Regions from separate parts of the Mus musculus genome. Here region 2 is linked to region 1. Evidence: chromatin contacts called from public Hi-C data. All regions are on one chromosome and are shown on one strand. Each heading gives the region's core, a stretch centred on a gene start, on an enhancer-like site or on the middle of the called end of the contact. The rest is flanking DNA. Distances are from core to core; before and after follow the strand shown. Region 1 overlaps Mast4 (microtubule associated serine/threonine kinase family member 4). Region 2 overlaps Gm30551 (predicted gene, 30551).

Evidence for each region. Hi-C and Micro-C count contacts between places; a contact is called where the count stands out from the background.
Region 2: a Hi-C map of the C2C12 cell line shows a contact between it and region 1, with 5 times the contacts expected there. The contact joins two enhancer-like sites. A contact is called at or near these places in 3 of 39 promoter capture datasets (the 3T3-L1 cell line, cranial neural crest and second pharyngeal arch cranial neural crest), 10 of 484 Hi-C or Micro-C datasets (the C2C12 cell line, adipose-derived mesenchymal stem cells, embryonic fibroblasts and 2 more), 7 of 115 datasets of contacts at active chromatin or transcription factors (the NIH/3T3 cell line, astrocytes, embryonic forebrain and 2 more) and 1 of 9 other capture datasets (embryonic stem cells).

Annotation. Positions count from the first base shown.
Region 1 is chr13:102,897,517-102,902,126 of GRCm38.p6, reverse strand. All of the region lies in intron 4 of Mast4 (microtubule associated serine/threonine kinase family member 4), which reads left to right. Among named protein-coding and RNA genes, the nearest start is that of Gm30106, 8.0 kb to the left of the region's middle. Within about 2 kb of position 2,651, at least 173 of the 459 cell types and tissues checked have an H3K27ac peak or open chromatin away from gene starts, as enhancers often do. A contact at or near this core is called in the C2C12 cell line and embryonic fibroblasts, where this site is marked.
Region 2 is chr13:103,645,451-103,650,060 of GRCm38.p6, reverse strand. All of the region lies in intron 1 of Gm30551 (predicted gene, 30551), which reads left to right. Among named protein-coding and RNA genes, the nearest start is that of Gm24870, 5.8 kb to the right of the region's middle. Within about 2 kb of position 1,905, at least 10 of the 459 cell types and tissues checked have an H3K27ac peak or open chromatin away from gene starts, as enhancers often do. A contact at or near this core is called in the C2C12 cell line and embryonic fibroblasts, where this site is marked.

The DNA.
Region 1 (4,610 bases), core at 1,402-3,901:
GTTGCTTGACCCTGCCACTACGCCAGCAGGCTTGGACGCGCTTGATCTTTTACTTTCATGTTCCAAAATCTGGCACGTTGTCATTGATATAATGGCAAGCTCCAAACCCAAGTGACAGCCAGATCACCAAATCACCAAAATCTTTATCCACGCCAACTCATACTCTGCTCTGCTTTAATCCCTTCAAGGAAATTCTCCTTTTTTTTTTTTTTTTTTTTTTTTTTTTTGACACTTCAACTTGTATTTTTCTGAGGACTCCAACTTGTAAAAACCAAGAAATAAAAGAAGTTTTGTTGCTACTGTTTTTTCTCCCCCCTTCAACCTTTTTGCTAAATTTACATTACTTGGAGTTGTTCTGAGTAGCAGGTACATGCAAGGATTTTTTTTAACTGTCATAATTAACAAAATATATTGACTCTTGATGAACACCTGCCTGCAGAAACATCCAGTGGAGGAGGGGGGGTTGTTCGTTCGTTTGATCATGCATATATGAGAAAGGTGGAAAATGGATTTTTTTTTCTGCCCCAACATTCAGTGCTTAAAGCTGTTGATAAGTTTGTACTCACCTCTTTTATTGAAAGACCGGTACAATTGACATCTGTTCAGTACCTAGCATGTATCTATGTGACCCAAAGCTGAAAGCCTCATGTGTGCCTTCTGCAAAACCTGCCAGGAAAGCCTTGTAAACCAGAGCTGTGGGGTATTTCCAAGGTGCAATAGGCCCCACGCATGCTCAGTGCAAAGGAGAGACTTGGATCTAGGAGTCCAGGAGAGGCACCATACACAAAAGGCCACAGTTCAGGACTTCTGAAAGATGCAGGGCTATTTCTCGGAGAGCATAGTGCCTTCCCAGAGGGAATAGAAATGGTGCGGACCAAAGCTCAGTGGCTGTGGTCAGAGAGAGGTCAGAGAGAGAAGACTGCACACATTGCTGGAGCAAGAAAGACCCTAGATGGAGCTTGCTGGGTACCAAAAACTGTAAGACAGCAATGAGGAGGCGGCTGGATCTGAATTTAGTACACCTGGGTTTATCTCTGGCCCCTGTGGTGTTGGGCAAGTTTACTTTCTTGAACTTCAGCGTCTCCATCTTTGAAATAGGGATAAGTAAGTTACTTATTGAGTTGTGTGTGTGTGTGTGTGTGAGCTTCATGACTGTTTCCTTTCATCCTTACCAAGGCTCACCCTGCTTGCCTCACATCTCTCATCAGCTCCAGCCTGGCTAATACGGCCTTTATTTTTCCTAATGCAATTACCGGCGAATAAAAACAATGAATAAATCTTAGCTGTTGACATCACCACGGTCATGACGGCATGGGTAGTCAGCAGCGTGGCTGAGGAGAGCTGAAGTAGCCTATCCTTAATCCAGTGGGGAGAGAAAGGGGGTGACTAGTGAGTGACTCTGGGGAGCTCCGGCCTGGAAGCAGGGTGAGATCTTCACACCAGTCAGTCAGTCATTAAACCATTGCATCGGCCTAGCTGAAACTTTGTAAGGTTTACAGAAAGGATCTGCTACCTGGGAGAGAAGTTAAGGATGTGAACTTCTTAACTTGATAGGAGCCAGTCAGTGAGCCATTGTCCTTGGACAAGCAAGGATTCCACCGTGGCCCTGGAAAGTGGTTTTGGCTTGAGGGCCATCTGGGTGGTAGTCAGCAAACACGCAAACGTGGGGAATGGGAGAAGGCCGGTTGGAGCGGGGGTAGTAGGGTGGGGGGGATGGATACCTGGAGTTGCTTCTTGTATCCCCCTCCTCCCACACACACAGTTAAAACCACATTTGTGGAGTTTTGATTCTGTTTGAAGGACCACTGGGAATTCATTCCTGCCTTCCGTTCATGCTGAGGCAAGGACTACAGTAGTGAATAAGTCAGCCTCACCAGTAAACAGATATCTAAAGAAGCCCATTGCCAAATTGGGGTCAGTGTTCCGACAGCTGCAAGAGTGTGGAAGGGAGAGAGAGAGAGAGAGAGAGAGAGAGAGAGAGAGAGAGAGAGAGAGAGAGAGAGGGAGAGAGGGAGAGAGGGAGAGAGAGAGAGAGTAACCTTGTGGGTGTGGAGTGGGGACTGCTTTAAATAAAGAGGCTAGGGAAGTCCCTTTGAAAAGGTAATATTTAAAGGGAGGCTGAAGACTGTGAGAAACATTTGGGGGGGGGGCAACTGTCTGGCAACATCAAAGTCTCTTGAGGCAGGAAGGACAAAAAGAAAGTCCCCAGACAGGAAGTTGAATTTAGGTATAGGGCATTGACCTGGAAACCATCATTTATACCATGGGAGGTGTAGATTATCTTAGTCTGGAAGAAAAACAGCGTCATTGAAGGAATGGGCAGAGATGACTTTCAAGGGGATAAGTCCCCCAAGAGTGAAGGGTGGCCTGTGTGCATGCGTGCGTGAGTGTTGTCTCTGGCTCACACAGTGGGGAGACCATCAGTGCCCCCAGCATCAACAGTTGTCCAGTGGTACTCTGAGTTGTCATTTGACCAGCACGGTTGGTGTGAAGCAAGGAAATGCAGATTGGGTGGTGACCACCTTTTGTGGGCAGATAAACCCAGAGGTCATGCATCGTGGCACCAAGCCTTATATGTTCAGGCAGCCCAGGAGCCTCGTTCCTGAATCACATCCCCTTACTCACCGTCTGCTCACCCCATGGGCTGCTCCATCACCAGAGTTGGCAAGGGCAGAAGTTTCCTTTTCACATCCTCCCTGGAAGTTCAAGTTCCTCCCACAGCCTGTGAACCTCGCCTCCCCTCCTCTCCCCTCCCCTCTCCTCCCCTCCCCTCTCCTTCTCTTCCCTCTGAGCTTGCTGCTGGAGTTTCACTTTAAAGCCTTGACTCAGCTGGGTGCGGTAGCCTACACCTGTAATATCAGCAGCACTCTGGTGGAAGAGGCAGGAGGATTGCTGCATGTTCAGGCTATTTGGTCTATGGGACAAGTTTTAGGCTAGCCGGGGCTATACTGTGAGACCCTGTCCGCAAACAGACATATGAACCCACATAAAGCCCCGGATCTTCTTGGGCCTAATTCCCCTCACTGTTGGCTCCCTCCTGAGCCCTGGCACCAGGCCGTTTCTCAGCAGCTGGTTCCACAGGTGGCCGAAACCAGGCCCCACTTGTGGCTCCTCCTCGCCTCTCCACGCCTGACCTGCGGGCTAGGCCCCTCCCTGAGTCCCTGAGCCATTTCCTCCCACTCCTGGCCTTGCCCAGGCCTGTTTCATAACTGCTTCCTTTCATCCCTCTCCTGTCTTCACGTTCTCCACTGTGCCTTGCCTATTGCTGCAGGACTCGCCCTGTCATCCTCTCATCCAGTCAGCTCCAGCTTGGCTAATGTGCCCTGAAGCTGCCTTGTAGAGCTCACCCCTCCTCCCCGGCCCTGCCACACCGTGCCCAGCCTTTTCCCCGAATAATTCATCCAGGGAAGAGAGGGCTCTACTCCAAGACTTTGGTATATACGGCTCTTGCTGCTGTCTGCTGAGAGCCTGGGTTTCCGCCTAGCATAGGGAGTTCTGACAGTCTCTGCAGTTCCCCCTTAAGGCTGACCAGATCGCAGCAATCAGGAGAACAAAGGCAGGTGGATTCTCAGAGTTCAAGGCCAGCCTGGCTCAGAATGGGAGCTCCCAAGTTGTCACTGCTGCCCTGTAATGTTCAGGTGTATGGTGATGGAGGAGGAGGCAGAGCAGTGAGGAATGTATAAAGTGAAAAAAGTGGGTTTCCAAAAAAAAAAAAATGCATTGGAAATAATCGATGAGGACATGGAAGCTTATGCTTTGGAGAAGGAGTCACAGCTCTTCACCCTGTAACTAGGCAGTGCGTTTGTGCTTCTCTGGCTGGCTGCTTTAAGGTCCAGGATACTGGGACAGGGAGGTAGGATATGAGAAAGAATGTGTTAGTCTTTTATGGCTTTGCCTGGTTTTCTTTACAAATATATCTGGTATCAGGAGTTTAAATAGTATCTTTTAAAGCAGGGGAGTCATAAGCTTTGCAATAGAGACTAAAAAGCTGGTAGATATTGGTATCAAAAAATCCTTAGTCCCTATGGGTCTGTAGAGGAAGAAGGCTTGGAACTGGGCTGGAGCTATACAACTCTGTGGGGAGTCTTCTGTGTATTGGTTAGAATAAAAGTAGCTCTTCCCTTGGAGAGATTCCGATTGGACCCTCCCCAGCAGGGTCCGGAGCACGCCCAACTCTAGTGTGAGCACACACAGAGGTATTTTATTTTAACCTGTCTTATCTTCACTAGATGTCATCTAGTCATTTGAGTGTGACATCATGGTAACTGAATAATCGCTTTGAAAGTTAAGGAGGAGAGCCAAGATGTTTTTAAAAAGGGCCTGGGGCCACGGGGATGAAAGTGGATGGGTGGTGTCCATAACTTTGTCTATTGGAAGCCATCACTCTCTATGAGTAGAGCTGGCTATGTATTAATAGTCACGAACGTGTTTTTCATGACACATGGGTACACTTTGTAACGAGAGAAATCTCTAAATAAAAGTTCACACGGGCTGTTAATTTTTTGAAGTTCCCATACTTTCTGTTTTCTTTTCCCTCTATCTGCCTGGAAATTAGGGAGTTCCGTCAAGGACTCAGCGGTAAATTTTTAAAATGTTGACCTTAAGCTTTG
Region 2 (4,610 bases), core at 656-3,155, 750 kb before region 1:
TTGTCTCTAGCTGCATATGTATCAAAAGATGGCCTAGTCGGCCATCACTGCAAAGAGAGGCCCATTGGACTTGCAAACTTTATATGCCCCAGTACAGGGGAACACCAGGGCCAAAAAGGGGGAGTGGGTGGGTAGGGGAGTGGGGGTGGGTGGGTATGGGGGACTTTTGGTATACCATTGGAAATGTAAATGAGCTAAATACCTAATAAAAAATGGAAAAAAAAAAAGAACAAATAGACAAAATGAATCTCTTCAAGGTATCCAGCCTCAGGTATTTCATTATAGCAAGAGAAAATGGACTGACTGTTTCTACGTCACTCAACCTTGGAGGCCAGGGAAGGAAAGGCCCAGAAGCAATTTGCCTGTGTGTTTGCCTGGGGTGCCATGGAAGGAGATGAACACTAGGATTGGGTGAGGGGCTGTTGTATTTATAGCTGGTGGCCAAGTGTGACTGTTGGCAGCTTCATCAGACATGCTGTTGTGGCTCGCACAGTGCCAGGCTTGGGCTGGGTGGCCTTCTGCTTATTGGCAGGAGCAACTCCTTCAGCAGCAGCAGAGCTGAATGCACAGTTCCCGTCTACTTTCTGACCCTGCCTTGGAGCTCCTTTGGCTTCATCACACCTTTGACAGGTGTGCTTCCAACCCCACTGTCATTTCTACAAACACCTCCTTGATTCATTCTTTTCTACTCCAAAAGTCCCCAAGAAGCTTAGAGTGGTGGCCCTTGCCTGCAATCTAGCGCTTGGGAGGATCAGGAATTCAGGGCTAGCCTGGGGTACACCCTGAAACCCTGCCTGCATCTCCCCACAAAGGTCCCCAAGAATTTTGTTTCCCTCAGTGAAAAGTGATCTACACAGGATGTTTCTGGCCAGCTCCACAGTCACTCTCATGGGGCCTGGGTTCGTCCATGTTCCCTTGACTTTCCACTTTGATTTGACAGCTTTTATTTTTATTTTTTTAAAAAAAAGACAACCAGCCAGGAAGTTGATGGGTATATCAATAGACTGGAGTGCTTAAGGCCAGGAGAGAAAGTGTGGGGCTGTAAAGAGTAGTTAAAATTTGACCCTGAACTTAGTTCTGACAGTCCCATGTCAACTTATTTATTGGAGTGTTAGCTTCTAGACAAGCTTGTCACAACGTGACCACACTGCCTGTTGATGCGTCATGCACTTGAGCTGACCATGGCAGCTCTTCCAATTTTCCTTCAACTGTACTGTATTTCAAAAGCAAAGGGAATGGTGGCTGGGAAGATGGTTTGTTGTCAGAGAATTAAGCAGGGCAAAAATGATGGCTCCTTACTTTTCAAATGCACATGCACACATGTGTTATCTTGAATGTATGTTTCAGGGGACACATTTCACTATTAGTAGTAATAATAGCATAAAACCAAAGGATTTAACCAGAGGTTTATTGGATTTGTGAGACTGGAAGTTGGGAGTAAGTGTGGACTTCAGTGTAGCTGAGTGCAGAGGCTCCTGCCCCATCACTGCAGGGCGCTTTGAGCTCTGTTGGTATTTCCTTTCTTCTTAGGCTGGAAGTTGGCCATGGCCTGCATCTGACAGAGTCCAGAAGAGGAAGTGGGGGTTCCTCCTGGGCCTTTGAGAAGCCCGTGGAGAATCTTTCTTTTTTTTTTTTTTTCCCATGACTTATGGGACTCAAATCAGTTATGCCCTGCTGGAGCCAATCACTAAGATAGAAATGTGCCATTCTGGAACTGGAAACCGAGTCCACTTTCCCATATGGTCTTCATGGAGAAGGGTTTTTCCCAGAGGGAAATGAGGATGCCAGTCAGCAGGGAAGAAGGAGGAGGAAGGACCACCGGCATGATGGAAATTGCGGAATGCACAGTAGGACTCACGAGTCTGAGTTCTGACTCAGAAGGCCCTCTGCTGTGTGCAGGCAATTGGCTGTTTTTCATTTTGACTCATTCAACAAATGCTTATTTTATTCCTGTGTGTGTAAGCCAGAGGTCCAGCTTGGGTGCTCTGAAAGTGCTGTCCACTTGGTTAGGACAGGGACTCTTTGTCCTTAAACTTGCCAAGTAGGTCAAGTTGCTGGGCCAGGGAACTGTAGGGATCTGCCTGTCTCAGGCAGTGCTAGGGTTACAAGTGTGTGCCATCAAATATGACTTCTCACATAGGTTTTGGGGATCAAACGCAACTTCTCATGACTCTATGTCTAGCGTTTTGCCAACTAAGTTTTCTCTCCAGTCTTTTAACAAATGTTTACTGAACCATTAAATCAATGCCAAATTTATGCCAAATGCTAGAGGTAAAAAAGAGTATTAAAGATACCGACATATCCTTTAAGGATTTTGCACTCTAGTGGAGAAGAATAGGAAAACAGAAGTATGAGACATACAGAAAGTTGAGGCGCAGAAAAAAGGAGAAAGTTTCATAAACATAGAGGAAGGTGCAACCAAATCTGTACAAAGCAGTGGCTCTCACCCTTCCTAATGCTGCAACCCTTTAACACAGTCCCTCATGTTGTGGTGATCCACAACCACAAAATTATTTCACTGCTACTCCCTAACCATTCATCTTTCTATTGTTATGAATTGTAATATAAATATCTGATATGCAGGATATCTGATATATGACCCCTGTGTAAGGGTCATTTGACTCCCCTAAAAGGATTGAGACCCAAAAGCTGAGAACCACCGGTATAGCAGGGAGTGAGTGGACATCTGGGGACATAAGGAAGAGCATCATACTCAGAGGGAGCAGCATGCACAAGGATACAGAGGGCAGAGGAGGATGGCAGGTTCCAAGATTCTATCTGCATAGGTAAGGCACATGAAGGACACGTGAAGGTTGTTTAGAGATGATTCCTAGAATCCAAGTTAGGGAAAGGCTTGGAATTCTCGGGCAGAAGAATTCAGTCAAGAGGATGGCAAAGGCAGGATTGAAAAGGCTACTGTGGCATCGTATTAGAGAGGGTGAGCCTGAAGGCTGGGTGGCTGTTCTAAAGCCAATGGAGGGGAAGGAACTGAGGGCATGAATAGAGACAGGATGGGAGGTTCAGCAGAGGGGGACTTGGAGGGAAGAATCGTTGGGCCTGGTAATTCTCTGGGCTAGGGGAGGTTGGAGGGAAGCAAGGGGAAAGGACATATGTGCAGCCATGCCATTCTGAACATTCCAGATCCTGGGAGCTAAGCAGGGTCAGGACTCGTTAGAACTTGGACGGAGAGAGGCGTGCGAGAAAAGTTGCTTGAGTGAGCAGGTGATGGTGTGTCAGTAACTGAGCTGGAGTCTGGGAGGAGGGTAGTGTAGATCTGAGAGAGGAGGGCAAGTTCAGTTCTGTACACGAAGGTGAAATTCTTGTGGGCCATCTGATGCCATGATGGGCAGTGTCGAGGACTGGAGATCAGATCTGGAGGCTAGAAAAGGTCTCTGGTGATGAGCAGGGCAGATGGGATGCTTGTAGTAGACGGCTAGGAAAGGCCATTTGGGAGAGGAAGCTTTCACACATACATGCATGCATACATACATACATGAGAGCGTGCATCAACTCATGCACACTTCATACACCTGTCCAGTTCTCCAGGGTGCCTTTCCTAATAGCTATAGCACTATACATCTGAACATGGGAGGAATACGCCCACTGACCAATTAAGGGGATAACATCTCTTTCTGGAGAGTTTAGAGGGCAGGGAGCTGCCTGTCTGATGGGGTTATTGGACTTGAGGTTAAGTGTGCTTATGACAACAGTGACAGGATTCTTCAGCCTCCAGCTCCCTTCTATCCCTTCCCCCAATCCATCAGGCTTTGGAACATTCCAGGTAGACATGGCTGGATGGTATCTATGGTTTAGCCGCTGAGCTTGTCCTTGGTGCAGATATTGCTACTGAACACTAGGAGGCGCTTCCGGGCACTCAGCTCAGCCTGGATGAGCTAGATTGTACCAAAAGGTGATCTACAAGCATATTTCCTTGCGTTAATGTGACACAGGATTTGAAGTCTTAAACAAGCTCCAACTGTAGTCCTAACTTGAGCTCAAAAGCCACTTCATATGACAAATGCAATGACCAAGACAAGGAAACACTCTACAGAGAAGATTTTGTTTTATTTTTATGTATTCATAATCTTGGTCTTGAACTATTTGTTGAACAAATAGGAGAGCATACACTTTTTCAAAACCGCAGGAGGCCTTTTCAGTAAGGAATGTGTGATGTGTCGGTCTTGACTGCTGATTTGGTGGGTCTTAGAACCAATGAAGGAGACATGGTGTGTCTATGAGGATGATTCAGAGGATTGAGAGGGGAAGACCCAGTCTTAGAGGGAGTGGGTGGGACCATCCCATGCCCTCCAAGAACAAAAGTGTCAGGAGTCTGCCTATCATTGCTGCTGCCATCCTCCAATGACAACACACTCCAGCTGTTTTGTTCTTTCCATGTGGACTGAATACTCACAGCTCTTGAGGGATTTGGTGGCTGTTTGGAACCCATTTTGAGTGGAGGCATCCAGCTTTACGGACCTAACCTCTCTGGGCACCTCTGCCTCGCCAGCATGTAGGCTGCCATTGTTGGATGGCTTGGAGAAAGATAAAGGGATTTCTCTTCAGGTTGTTTGTAAGCCAAGCTAATAATTCTCCTTTGATAATGTATTTAT